Linked DNA regions of Mus musculus: region 1 is linked to region 2. The links are chromatin contacts, called in public Micro-C maps. All regions are on one chromosome and are shown on one strand. The core of a region is the stretch at or near the end of the contact, and the rest is flanking DNA. Distances in the headings are between cores, read along the strand shown. Region 1 overlaps Hexa (hexosaminidase A). Region 2 overlaps Arih1 (ariadne RBR E3 ubiquitin protein ligase 1).

Evidence for each region. A called contact is a pair of places that touch in the nucleus more often than the background predicts.
Region 1: a Micro-C map of B cells shows a contact between it and region 2, with 2.7 times the contacts expected there. The contact joins two enhancer-like sites. A contact is called at or near these places in 2 of 39 promoter capture datasets (the C10 cell line and neutrophils), 1 of 15 datasets of contacts at CTCF or cohesin (the NIH/3T3 cell line), 4 of 484 Hi-C or Micro-C datasets (B cells, nephron progenitors, stem cell-derived primordial germ cell-like cells and 1 more), 1 of 115 datasets of contacts at active chromatin or transcription factors (double positive thymocytes) and 3 of 9 other capture datasets (adipose tissue, embryonic stem cells and liver).

The regions. Positions count from the first base shown.
Region 1 is chr9:59,561,027-59,567,363 of GRCm38.p6, forward strand. It overlaps Hexa (hexosaminidase A), which reads left to right. Exons shown (of 14, transcript NM_010421.5): 8 at 1-51; 9 at 917-1,000; 10 at 1,270-1,342; 11 at 1,841-2,024; 12 at 2,198-2,288; 13 at 2,857-2,961; 14 at 3,795-4,083. The coding sequence ends at 3,858. Among named protein-coding and RNA genes, the nearest start is that of Celf6, 14 kb to the right of the region's middle. Within about 2 kb of position 4,780, at least 26 of the 459 cell types and tissues checked have an H3K27ac peak or open chromatin away from gene starts, as enhancers often do. A contact at or near this core is called in B cells, where this site is marked.
Region 2 is chr9:59,455,252-59,461,614 of GRCm38.p6, forward strand. The region is part of intron 1 of Arih1 (ariadne RBR E3 ubiquitin protein ligase 1); the gene reads right to left. Among named protein-coding and RNA genes, the nearest start is that of Gm20199, 23 kb to the right of the region's middle. Within about 2 kb of position 4,085, at least 35 of the 459 cell types and tissues checked have an H3K27ac peak or open chromatin away from gene starts, as enhancers often do. A contact at or near this core is called in B cells, where this site is marked.

The DNA of each region.
Region 1 (6,337 bases), core at 3,530-6,029, 110 kb after region 2:
CCCGGACTTTTATCTCCACCTGGGAGGGGATGAAGTCGACTTCACCTGCTGGTAGGAGCCTTTGGACTTCACGCACCAGCCTGCGGGTGGGTTACTCAGCACTATGGGCCTGCTGCTGCTACTTACGGGCTCACCTCTAAGGGAGCCATGTCTCAGCCCAGAGAGGCCCTATATGAGGAGCAAGACTGTTGGTTTGAACTCCTCCTCCTCCTCCCTCACATCCTGGGATATTTATGGATATCCTCATTCTGAGCCTAGAACTGTCTTGGAAAAATGGAGGATAAAGAAAAACAGTCCCCACTTAAGAAGGCTTAAAATAGTCCAATCAAGAGTCTAGTGCAAGCTAGAGAGCACTTACTGATGTATATCAGAGGACTGAGGAATAAGATTTGGATTCCCACCCAGCACCCATATTGGGCAGCTCATGAATGCCTGTGACAAGACCTAGTTAATGTTAAGTCATAAAGCTCAAACTCTCAGATCTACAGCGGCCAAAAGGGGCCAAGGGGCTTCTGAGCAGTGGGCCCCAGAGTTAGGTGTGAGGAAAGTTTGTCTTTTGGGAACATGATGAGAAAGGCATGGACGCAAACACAGGCACTGTAGGTTAAGGAATCTGCAGCAGGTCAGAGATCATAGGCTTGCGAGACTAGTGTGATCCAGAGAGCAAATGGAAGGCGCGTTCTCCCTGAGAGCGCGGGTCTGAGACTCCTCAAGATCAGGCCTCTTTCTTTCTTAGCCTGTGTCTGTTCTCCAGTCTTACCTGGCTACAAGTTGGCTGGAGACCTTGGGCTGTCTCGGGTGGTTTGATATTTTAGGTGGAAGGGGCAGGTTGCAGGGGGCTGGATGCCTAACCTGAAGGTTGTCATGGCTACAGGATGCTGGAAGAGCTAATCACCACTCTTTTCTGGCTTCCCAGGAAGTCCAACCCCAACATCCAGGCCTTCATGAAGAAAAAGGGCTTTACTGACTTCAAGCAGCTGGAGTCCTTCTACATCCAGACGTGAGGAAGGAAGGAGGGCGGGCGGGCGTGTTAGGGATCACCTTCTATGGGGAATGGTGTCTGCTCTCAGTACCAAAGTCAGTCCCGAGGACCATTCCCTGCTCCCTAAGGGTCCCTTTGTCCTATCTGTTCAGGTTTAGAGTGGTCAGGTGGTAGATCTACCCAGAGATGCTCATGTCCAGTCAGGGCTAGGCCCTGCCAGGCTCAGCGCCTGGAGGGCTGGCACACACAGCCGAGTGACACCTTGCTGATGCTCCTCTCCTCTCCAGGCTGCTGGACATCGTCTCTGATTATGACAAGGGCTATGTGGTGTGGCAGGAGGTATTTGATAATAAAGTGAAGGTGAGCAGGGGCAGAGAAGAGAAAGCACCCATCTCAATCTCCCGGGCCTCCCTGACCGCTCTAGGGACCAATCATGTTGCCAAATAGGCTCTACGGTCCGAGAGCTGGGCGGCATCTCTTTAGCTCTCTAGAAGAGCTACAAAAGTGTGGCCGCTGGAGTTTAGGTCAGAACCTCGTATCTAATTGTGGATTCCTGAGGCTTTGTGTGCTGTGCTTTCCTTCTGAATCATAGACTTAGATCCTCTGTTTCTTTGGACCCCACTGCCATTCCCCTCAGCTCTCAACCAGTAATTACTTCTTCTATATAGACAGGGAAGCTACGGTGGGTCTGGGAGGGGAGCAGCAGGGGGCTCTGTTAAGTAGTGAGCACCTCAGCTCAGAAGCATCCTTTGCTGCTGGGAAGCTGGGAGCTCTCCGTGGCCTGGGTACCATGCGTAAGAATGAACCTCGAGTCTTCTGAACTCTGTACCATGACTGCCCTTTGACCTTTCGTGACAGGTTCGGCCAGATACAATCATACAGGTGTGGCGGGAAGAAATGCCAGTAGAGTACATGTTGGAGATGCAAGATATCACCAGGGCTGGCTTCCGGGCCCTGCTGTCTGCTCCCTGGTACCTGAACCGTGTAAAGTATGGCCCTGACTGGAAGGACATGTACAAAGTGGAGCCCCTGGCGTTTCATGGTGAGAGCAGGGTGCTTTGTTGGCTGGGCTGAGATCCAGGCTAGGCGTTAAGAGGGGCAAGGAACACATTGCAATTTAGGAAATGAGATGGCCTTTCTGAGGAGAAGGCCGCACTGGAAGGATAGTTGGAGGAGAGCCTCACCACCATGGTCTGTTGTTTTATTTTCCTTCAGGTACGCCTGAACAGAAGGCTCTGGTCATTGGAGGGGAGGCCTGTATGTGGGGAGAGTATGTGGACAGCACCAACCTGGTCCCCAGACTCTGGTAAGGATTTTGGGGTGAGGCCAGGAAGGTAGGGTAGGGGGTGCAGAGGCTAGGCTTGCGGTAAGGCTTGTGCCTCACAGTCTCTGTCCCTTCCAGCTCCCCAGTGCTACACCCGTGAGGGAGGCTCTGAGACGATGCTTCTCTTTGCCTGGGATGCTCACGTCCCATGTGGCTTCTGTGTGTGCGTCCAATAAAGCATTATGTGTGCAGGAGAATGGCCATTGTCTCCACTTCACAAGTTCCGTAAAGAACCCAGGGGTACTTGCTTGGGATGAGAGTAAAGGCATTTTCTCGGCAACCTCCCCAAATACAGTGGGGTATACCACGTTAACTTTCAGCTGACATGCCCTAAGGATTACCCTTATTCTTATGTCTCTGGGAGAGGAGGAGCTTGGAATCACTGTCTGTATGCTGATGCGGATGGTTTTAATGAGGGTGCAACTGAGCCCTGGAACTGCCTTAGAGCGCCCATCTGGTTGTCAACTTTGAACAAGGCATCATTTACGGCTGAGCTAGTTTGGGAAGGAAGACACACAGGGCGCAATCTTCTGTCTCCTCCCTCCTGTAGGCCCAGAGCGGGTGCCGTCGCTGAGAGACTGTGGAGCAGTAACCTGACAACTAATATAGACTTTGCCTTTAAACGTTTGTCGCATTTCCGTTGTGAGCTGGTGAGGTAAGCGGGCTCTGGGCAGATCTAAGAAGAAAGGAGTAAGAGCCAAAACTTTAGAAGTTTTTGTGCTAGGTACTGTCTAAGAATACTCCATCCTGTAGAATTTGTATCACAGCCCATAGGTGGGAACATTTTGTCTCCATTTTAGGAGTATACAGCCCCTGAGTACTTTATTAAAAATCGGCAGGAAGCAGGATTTGAACCTGTAAGCTTTGACTGACTCATGAATACCTGTACTCCCTTGACTGTGGCTTGTGTAAGCAGTCATTTGATAGAAACATAGCCTAGTGCAGAGCAGACATGGCTGAGAGCCCTCTGTCGTGAGCTCTAAGACACTGGGTAATTGAAGTGGCATTTTGTTTATCTCCAAGCATGTTGGGTTGGTTTGTGTTGTTGTTGTTGTTGTTGTTGTTGTTGTTGTTGTTGTTGTTGTGATAATGGAGGTGTGCTTAGCGGTTCCCTAAAGGTCAGTTCTTAGGGCTTCTGAGCCTTAGCTCGAGGACAGGGTTTAATCCCCAGCTCAGTCCTTTCCACTGCTGTGCTTATTGAATATTAGAAGCAGGAGTGGACATCTGAGTGGGCCAAGAGCATCAGACATCCCTCAGGCTCTGTCCTCTTTTCCAAAGTAACTGAATTCTGGTGGGGGAGTAGAGACCTGCACGATAGAAAGAGTGCCCTCATTGAGAATCTTGGAGGGAGGTCTCCAAGTAACTTGGGTACAGTAATATTTTGAGATTCACTGAAATGGGAAGGAGGCTCTTGGTTATTGTGGAGATGGTGTTGCCATGGTCCAAGGCCAAATAATTCATCTTCCATTTCTTTATGTTCTCTTCCAGGAGAGGAATCCAGGCCCAGCCCATCAGTGTAGGCTACTGTGAGCAGGAGTTTGAGCAGACTTGAGCCACCAGTGCTGAACACCCAGGAGGTTGCTGTCCTTTGAGTCAGCTGCGCTGAGCACCCAGGAGGGTGCTGGCCTTAAGAGAGCAGGTCCCGGGGCAGGGCTAATCTTTCACTGCCTCCCGGCCAGGGGAGAGCACCCCTTGCCCGTGTGCCCCTGTGACTACAGAGAAGGAGGCTGGTGCTGGCACTGGTGTTCAATAAAGATCTATGTGGCATTTTCTCTAATGAGTTTGGGTTGCTTGTGTAAAAAGAAAAAACGAATGAATGGCCCTCAGGTCACCACCGGTTACACTCAGGACCCTCTCCTGGATTGTACAGGTTAAAGGCAGTGAGTGCTTCACCAGTTCTCCCACATGTCTGTCCTCAGAAAGGACACTTCATTTTGTGTCCCTTCCAAGGCTTCTGTCTGTGGAAGAAGATGCTGTGGGAGCTTAGGGGAGCTCCAGACTCAGCCTGGTCCCAGTGGTCACTTCCCTTGAGCCTCTGCTCCACTCTCCTCCTGGGTTCTTAAATTTCCTTGACCCCGCTATTTGTGTACTGTTGAGCAGATACTGTGGTTCAGGCACCGGGATAAAGTCTTTTGATTTTATCACATGAGGCAAGAATTTCATGTGAGCCAGGCTAGCCTTGAACTTGATGTATATATTGGCCTTGAAATTTCTGAGCCTTCTGCCTCCCAAATTCTGAGATTACCACACACCAGCAGTCACAGCAAGGTGTTGAATTTGAAGGACCTGTTTCTGAGGGGTCTGGACAAATCCAAAGTAGTGCAGCCGGTTTCCCACTCCTCCCTCCCGGTTGTCAGCCCATAGCATCTTGTGAATGACACAGCTGATTTGGAAAGTGAAGCCCTGGGGACTGAGCCCCGGATGAGGGTGTGACCTGGTATCCTCTAAGATGAACTGTCTTAGAGAACTGTCAAGCTGTGGATGCAGCCTGCCCCCTGCTGGTTGCAGGTCCCTTAGCCTGGTCTGCAGAGGCAAGGAAGAGGTTCCAGGTATCAGCTTACAGCATTCTGGGTACTGAAGCTTTTGAAAGGCAGGGCCAGATATCTTGGTCCTTAACTGCTACTCTTCAGTCCCTCAGGCAGGTTCTTTGGGGACCGGATTGGCCATTATGATTTGCCTCTGTCGTGCCATTTCTACAGGAATAGAGTGACTACCTTCTGCTAGAGCAAAATTCTTAAGGAATTTAAGTCCCACCTAGCCAAGCCCGAGTTCTAGCCTGGAACCATAATCTAAGCCTTTACCTCTACATCAAAAGAATTCTTTCATCTGTTATTCAGAAGCCTGAGGGTGCTTGCTAGTGAGGACTCTGCAGAAATGGACCAATACTGGCAGGAATGAAAGTTATATAGATACTTGACACCCTCTCTGAGTATCCCCCCTTTCCATACTTTAGACTTTATGTGTCTGAGTGTTTTGCTCACATGTATATCTGAATCCTGTGTTCTGGAACTGGAGTGATGGACAATTATGAATCAACTATAGCAACTATGCGAGTCTTCTTTGAGGACAGGAGTTTTCTTAACCTGGAGCCACCTCTACGCCCCACCCCACTACACACACACACACACACACACATCTTTTTTTTTTTTTTTTTTTTTTTTTTTTTTTTTTTTGCTTTTCTAAGTCAAAAGTCTCAGCATGTAGCCTTGGCTGGCTTGGACCTCATAGAAATCTGTCTCTGTCTCCTGAATGCTGTGATTAAATGTGTGCCTCACCCATCCCACCCACCCCTAGCCAGGTATCGGTTTCTTGAGACAATTCACCCCAAACTGGGAGCCCTCCATGTGCCATGCTGGAAGGACAGCTGAGGCCTCTTTGTTGCACACTGAATAAATCTGTGATTTACTGCTGTTTGACTGAGCCCTGTTAGTCTGCCAGCCCCCAGACTCTTCACCTGACAACTATAACAGAAACATTGTCGATAGACTTTAAATGCCCCTGACCTCTCCCAGGACATCTTGGGCGTTCCCAATGTTCAGGAAAAGAGCAAGCACTGATCTGAGTCAGTGAGGGAAGAAGCCACAAAAATAGGTCTTAGAACTAAGTTTCTGTGACTATACTCAACGAAACATTTTCTTTCTTTTTTTTTTTTTTCCAGAGCTGAGGACCCGAACCCAGGGCCTTGAGCTTGTTAGGCAAGTGCTCTACCACTGAGCCAAATCCCCAGCCCCGAAACATTTTCTGTAATGTTATTACCATTTTTTTTTTTTAAAAATGGTAGTAACCTGGTCAAGACAAGACAGCAAGTGCTTTTCTCCAGCCACCCACCGATGTTTGTGTTCTGTGACCATGAGGTCATTAACCTGAAGACTGTCAGATCTCAAACTGCCCATAGGCCAGGAACAAGGTTCACAGCCAGGCACCCAATGTGTACAGTGCACAGAATCAGGCTTGCTAGGGTTCTCGATGCACCACCAGGGGGCAGAGAAGTACCCATTTTGCCCCTGGCGCTCCTCTGAATAGGAGGAAGT
Region 2 (6,363 bases), core at 2,835-5,334:
ATAGAAGGAAAGTTAAAACTCTGAAATATAAGTTTGCTGTTCTCACAAATATTCCCATTTCTCATTAAACTAGCAAGCATAACTATTTGAGCACACTTTTTTAAAGCTTACAAGACAATGAGGCTTGGTGTGGTAGCTCACTTGTAATCTCAACATTTGGAAGGCTAAAGTAGGACTGCTGAGTTCCAGGTCAGTGCCACAGAATGAGGCCCTGTCTCAAAACCAGAAACTCAATGGGGCATAAGACTTCAGGGAAACTGAACTTGTTCCAAGATAGGAGAGCACATAACCATGTAGGAAGCAGAGCTTAAACCACGCCCTGAATAAACTCTATTCTATACTATACCGCTGTGTGGCTGGTCCCTCAGGGGAAAGGGATGACTCAGCATGGGCCCTGCATAGATAGGCACCCCCTTCCCCCACGCCTCACTACACATCAACAAAATGTATCCCCCCCTCTATCTTTTTATAACATATCACTATTCTCTTTCATTGTGTTTAATAATGGTATTAATTAAGTATTGATTTAAAATAATCTAATAAGAGTGTCATTAATCATCAAAAAGAAAAGTTTCAGGAGCTGTAGAGATGGCTCAGAGGTTAAGAGCACTGACTACTGTTCCAGAGGTCCTGAGTTCAATTCCCAGCAACCACATGGTGGCTCACAACCATCTGTAATGGGATCTGATGTCCTCTTCTGGTGTGTTTGAAGACAGTGATAGTGTACTCATATAAAAGAGATAAATCTTTAAAGAAAGAAAGAAGAAAAGAAAGAAATGTGATGTCTCAATTATTCTCAGCAACACCATCTGTTACCACCTCCGTAGCCCCTGCAATCCACATCATTTATCCTACCCCTATTCCCCCAAAAGACCAATGACCAAAGTACTTTTCTACTCATCCAGGCTCACTTTACTACCTAACTTCCTTATTCAGAGAAGCCCTAAGTCTTTTAACCCTTTTAACATCATACTCCAGAATAAGAATCTTGCTGGGTAGCACACACCTTTAATCCCAATGATCAGGATGCAAAAGCAGGAGGCTCTCTGTGTGAGTTCAAGGCCAGCCTGAGTTATAGAAAGAAATTCTAAATGTTAAGATAAAAAGGAAAATGATTAAGCTGACCCTAAGTATTAATATACTTACTATGGAACCAAAATTGAATCTAATAACATGGACTGGGCTAGTTAAGATTCTAACTTTGTGACATTATACACACCTCCACGAAACAGTGCACCTGAAAGTTTCAGGAATTAAGTTTCAACTTACAAAGAAAAACTAGAGAAAGGATGAGCAATGTCACTAGTGCTTCTTCTGAGTTCTAGTAGCAAAGGTTGTTGTAGCCATTGTTGGTTTTATCAAAACTTTAGTAAGTTAGGAGCCGGGCGTGGTGTTGCACGTCTTTAATCCCAGCTCTTGGGAGTCAGAGGCAGGCGGATTTCTGAGTCTGGTCTACAAAGTGAGTTCCAGGACAGCCAGGGTTATACAGAGAAACCCTGCCTCGAAAAACAAAACAAAACAACCTTACTATGGAAGGTTTTCTCAACTCTTAGGTTCAATCTCACATTTTCTAGTCACCTGGAAGCACTCACTGCCAAAATTGACTCAGACGACTTGCTTCAGAGTAGCTAGCAGGCTGATCACTGTAAGTAAACTGGGTAAAGAGAGGTGGTGGGAAAATGGATCTTATCACAATTATTCTTTAACAGGCCATATATTAATTACTTTATAAATTTTATTTAAGTCTCAAAGCACTCTATAAACCAGGCACTAGTTCATGCCTGTTACATAAGCACTCCAGAAGTCAGGGCAGCAGAATTACTGCAGGGTTAAAGCCAACCTAAGCTATATTGTGAGTCCCATGATGAATGTTAAGGCCCAAAACAAAAACAAAAACAAAACAAAAAAAGCACTCTGTAAACACACTTCACTAGCTAGCTTTGTTTTTACTTTTTCTTTTTAAGAGAGAGATCTAACTATGTCTAAAAATGTAATAATATTCTCTTGCTTAGCCTCCCAAGTGCTTGGATCACAGACCCATTCTCTTATCCCCTAACTTTAAAAACCTTTGTAAATATGAGAAAAATAGAACTAGGTTACAAAAATTAATCTCATGCATTAAGTGGAACAGCTGTAAATCAAAACTATGATCTGTCTTTACTGTCCCTTCCACTATACCATGTAGCAGAACTAGAAAGAATATTAATGATCCATAACTAACTAGTCATGTATTACAGCCTTTACGTTCCCCACCAAAAGGTTATTCAGAACAAGGTGGGAGGAAACACGGTCAGAATACAAGGAAGCACTAGGAACTTCCAGAGGGACTAAAAAAGGTTCTTTATTTAGAATGTCACATAAAAGTAACCTATCTATATACAGCAAGCCCTATTTGCTGTGGTATGTATGTTCCAAGATCCTCGGTGGATGTATGAAACTGCAGACAATGGCAAAGTCTACAATACAGGTACTGGAATACTTAATCAATTGATGATACACCCAAATGGGCTAAGATAACACAAACCCTAACATTAAGACAGAAACTGGGACTAGGATATGGGATATTGTTGTGATAAACAGACCTGACCATGTGTTTTACAGAGGATTGTGGTGAAATTTGAACTTTGGATTGTCCCAGTGTTTCTATTGCTTTGATAAACTCCAGGACCAAAAACAAATAGGGAAGAAAGAATTTATTCCATCTTATGGTCTATCATCTTCAGAAGTCAAGAAAGGTGTTCAAGACAGGAACCTGGAGGAAGGAACTGATGCCACTAAGGAATGCTGCTTACTTTACAGGCTTGTCCCCTATGGCTTGCTCTACTTTCCTATAGCATCCAGGACCACCAAACCAAGACTGGAGCTTCCCACAAGTGAGCTAGGCCCTTCCATATAAACCAATCAATCAATCAATCAATCAATAATAATAATAATAAAATGCATCAGACTTTGTCCAAAGGTCAATTTAGTTGTGCATTTCCTCAGTTGAGGTTCCCTCTTCCTAAGTGACTCTAGTTCATATAAAGCTGACATAAAAGCCGGGCAGTGGTGGTGCATGCCTTTAATCCCAGCACTCGGGAGGCAGAGGCAGGCGGATTTCTGAGTTCGAGGCCAGCCTGGTCTACAGAGTGAGTTCCAGGACAGCCAGGGCTACACAGAGAAACCCTGTCTCGAAAAACCAAAAAAAAAAACTGACATAAAACTAGCCAGCAGAGCCTGGAAAAGCCAATCAGTACTCAGAACTCAAGTGGGCTGTTCTGTAGGAGCTTAGAAGATAAGACTGCTCAAAGTTGTGCAGGCAACAGAAAAGAAACCTTGCTTGTGAAGTTCCAGAGGGAAGTTGAGAGTCCCTTCAAGACTCTATTGGGGCTGGACAAGGTGGCCCATGTCTTTAATCCCAGCACTCAGGAGGCAGAGGCTAGGGCTGGAGGATCTCTGAGTCTGAGACCAGTCTGATATATATATGGCAAGTTCCAAGAAAGTTAGTACTACACAGAAAGCCCCTGACTCTATCAGAGCCATCTGAAATTGAATTAACATCTGTGTTTCTGGTCAACAGGAGCTTTAGAAAGAGCTGTAATTAACAAGAGACCAGACCACTAAAGTGAAAGCCTTTGCTTGGATGATAAATTGATCATGGTCAGCTGAGGGTTAACAGTCAGCAACATTCAGGGGAAATCTTCTGGGAAATGTGCCTCAGAGTCAGCACACAGCTGTGGTCCAGAGGGGGCAAGCATTTACTGTGACTTTCCACCTTCAGTCTTCAGAGGAGTTGGGAGAACTTCACGCTGGCAGTAGAACTTGGTAATTAATGCGTAAGCATTTCCCAGGTGGTACTGGCTTTGAAGACTTGAGGAATCCTGCAGGGTTGAAGTCTGATTGAGGTCTGCCACCATGTGGTAGGACCAGAGTCTCTGAAGAGAGCCCAGGAAAGGTCAGCCCAGCAACAGCAGAGACCCCCAACATTTTGGAGATGTCAGTACCATTGGACAACCACAAGGACAACAGCAGCTGTGGAGTGAAGCCAGCCTGAGCCTAGGAAACAAGCTGCTTGTGTTGCCAACAGCAGAGCTGGAGAAATAAAGCCCTGGAGAGCCCAGAAGATCATTACCAAATCCTCCATGGACTTGGGTTTTGCCTCGACTTTAACTGTGCCCGATTCTTCCCTCTTGGATGAATTATTTAGCTTATTTTTTTACACATACTCACAGTTAAGACATTTTGGAATTTTAGGGAAACTCTACTTTAAAGAAACTTTGGATATTTTTAAAGACATTGAATGTTTAAAGTGTATGAACTTATTTTTATTTTTTTAAAACACTCTGTTTTCTCTATGTATAAACAGGCTGGCCTCAAACTCACAGAGCACATAGATCTGTCTGTCTTTGCTAGGATTAAAGGTATACACCACCACAACCAACTTTATGTTTGGATTAAGGGGTAGAGGGAATGTGGGACTTTTAAAAGTTGGAATATATTTTATTGTAATATTAATATGAAATGTTGGGAGCATATAAGAAAAGTTCTAGTTGAATAACATTTGTGTGTTTAGTTGACAATGGGTCAATTATTATAGCTAGTTTTATGATAAACTGACACAAGCTAAAAGTCATCTGAGAAAATGGAACCTCATCATTAAGAACCCCAGATTGGCCTGTGAAGAAGCCTGTGAGATTTTTTTTCCTTTTTGATTGGTTGGTTGACTGATGTGGGATAACCCATGTCACTGTGGGCAGTGCCAAACCTACTGGGTAGGTAGTTATGTGAGAAAGTAAACTGAGAAGGCCAAAGGAACAAGTCAGCAGCACTCTGTAGCTTCTCCTCCAGTTCCTGCCTCCAGGTCCCTCCTACTTCAGCTTTGCTCAGTGAGGAAGGTAAAATAAACCCTTTCCTATTCAGGGTGCTTTTGGTCATGGTGTTTTATCACAGCAATAGGAATCTTAACTAAGGCATTTGCATGTACGGGGAGGGGGGCAAAAGTACACGAGCAACTAACAAAGGACCAGAGAACTTTAAAAATAAACAGCAGGTGGATTATTTGGTGGAGAAAGATAAAACAAATAAAAATGGTAGTGAAGCTGGGCCTGGAGGAGCAGGCCTGTAATCCCAGTTACTCAGCAGGCTATAGATCACAGGTAAAATGCCAGTCTGGGCAAATAAAAAGATTTTAAAAGGGCTAGGATGTACCTCAGTGGTAATGTGCTTTCCCACAATTTATCAGTCCCTGAATCCAATCATCAGCATTGTAATTCCAGACAGACTGACAGACAAATGGAGATAAGATAGCGTTGAATATCCCATTAGGTTTTGACCCAAGTATGTGCCAAAGAGAAACTGTACAGTGGTCTATCACTGTGACTGAAGCTGTACATACACGAGGCACATGTAAAGATTTACAAGATATGCTTTCAGAGCAAATTACAATATAAACCATTACCAAAGTCCTAGGATAGAAACAGAGGCAAATACAAACCTAGCAAAGACTTTCAAGGCCAACAGCTAGTAGAAATCTGCTTGTACAAGATGAGGAAGAACTTACAGTTATAGTCTCCCTAGGATGACTTGTCTACTAAAAGAATCTTCTAAAGTATCCAAGACAGAATTCAAACTACCAGACACAGCAAAAAACAAATTCTTACCAATTCTCAAAGGAGACCATAAAAGAAGTTCATTTCTAAATATTACAATCATCAAAGAATTGTAGGGGCCAGTGAAATGGCTCAGCAAGGTAAAAGGTACTTGCCTCCACACCTGATGGTGTAAGTTCCATCCCCAGAACTCACATTGTGGATGGAAGCAGAAAACTAGCTCTCACACATTACCACCTTCAGACTTACCTCCCCCAAACACACACACACACACACACACACACACACACACACACAGAGTCTTAAGAAGAGTGACCATCTGAAACTAAGTCAAATAATACAAGGAAGAAACATGGAACTACAGAAAACAGCAGCAAGGGTAAATATCTGGGTAATTATTACAGGCTACATTTCTGTGTTTTTAATCTTTTTAACTTAGCACAATTACTATCTCATTTTTTTCTGAATTCTTAAAAGCATAAAACGTCGAACCAAAAATTGTAAACACATCAAAGGAAGAGTTAAATCTATATAGAGAACAAAGAGAACAAATAAAGATATGAATCCAACCGCATCAAAATTCCATTAAAAGAATAATAAACCAGGGACTGAATGGAGAGATGGCTCAGTTAAGAGCACTAGCACTGACTGTTCTTCCAGAGGTCCTGTGTTCAATTCCCAACAACCACATGGTGGCTCAAAACTATCTGTAATGGGACCCGTTGTTGTCTTATGTGTCTAGAGAGAGTGACAGTGACATTAAATAAATCTTAAA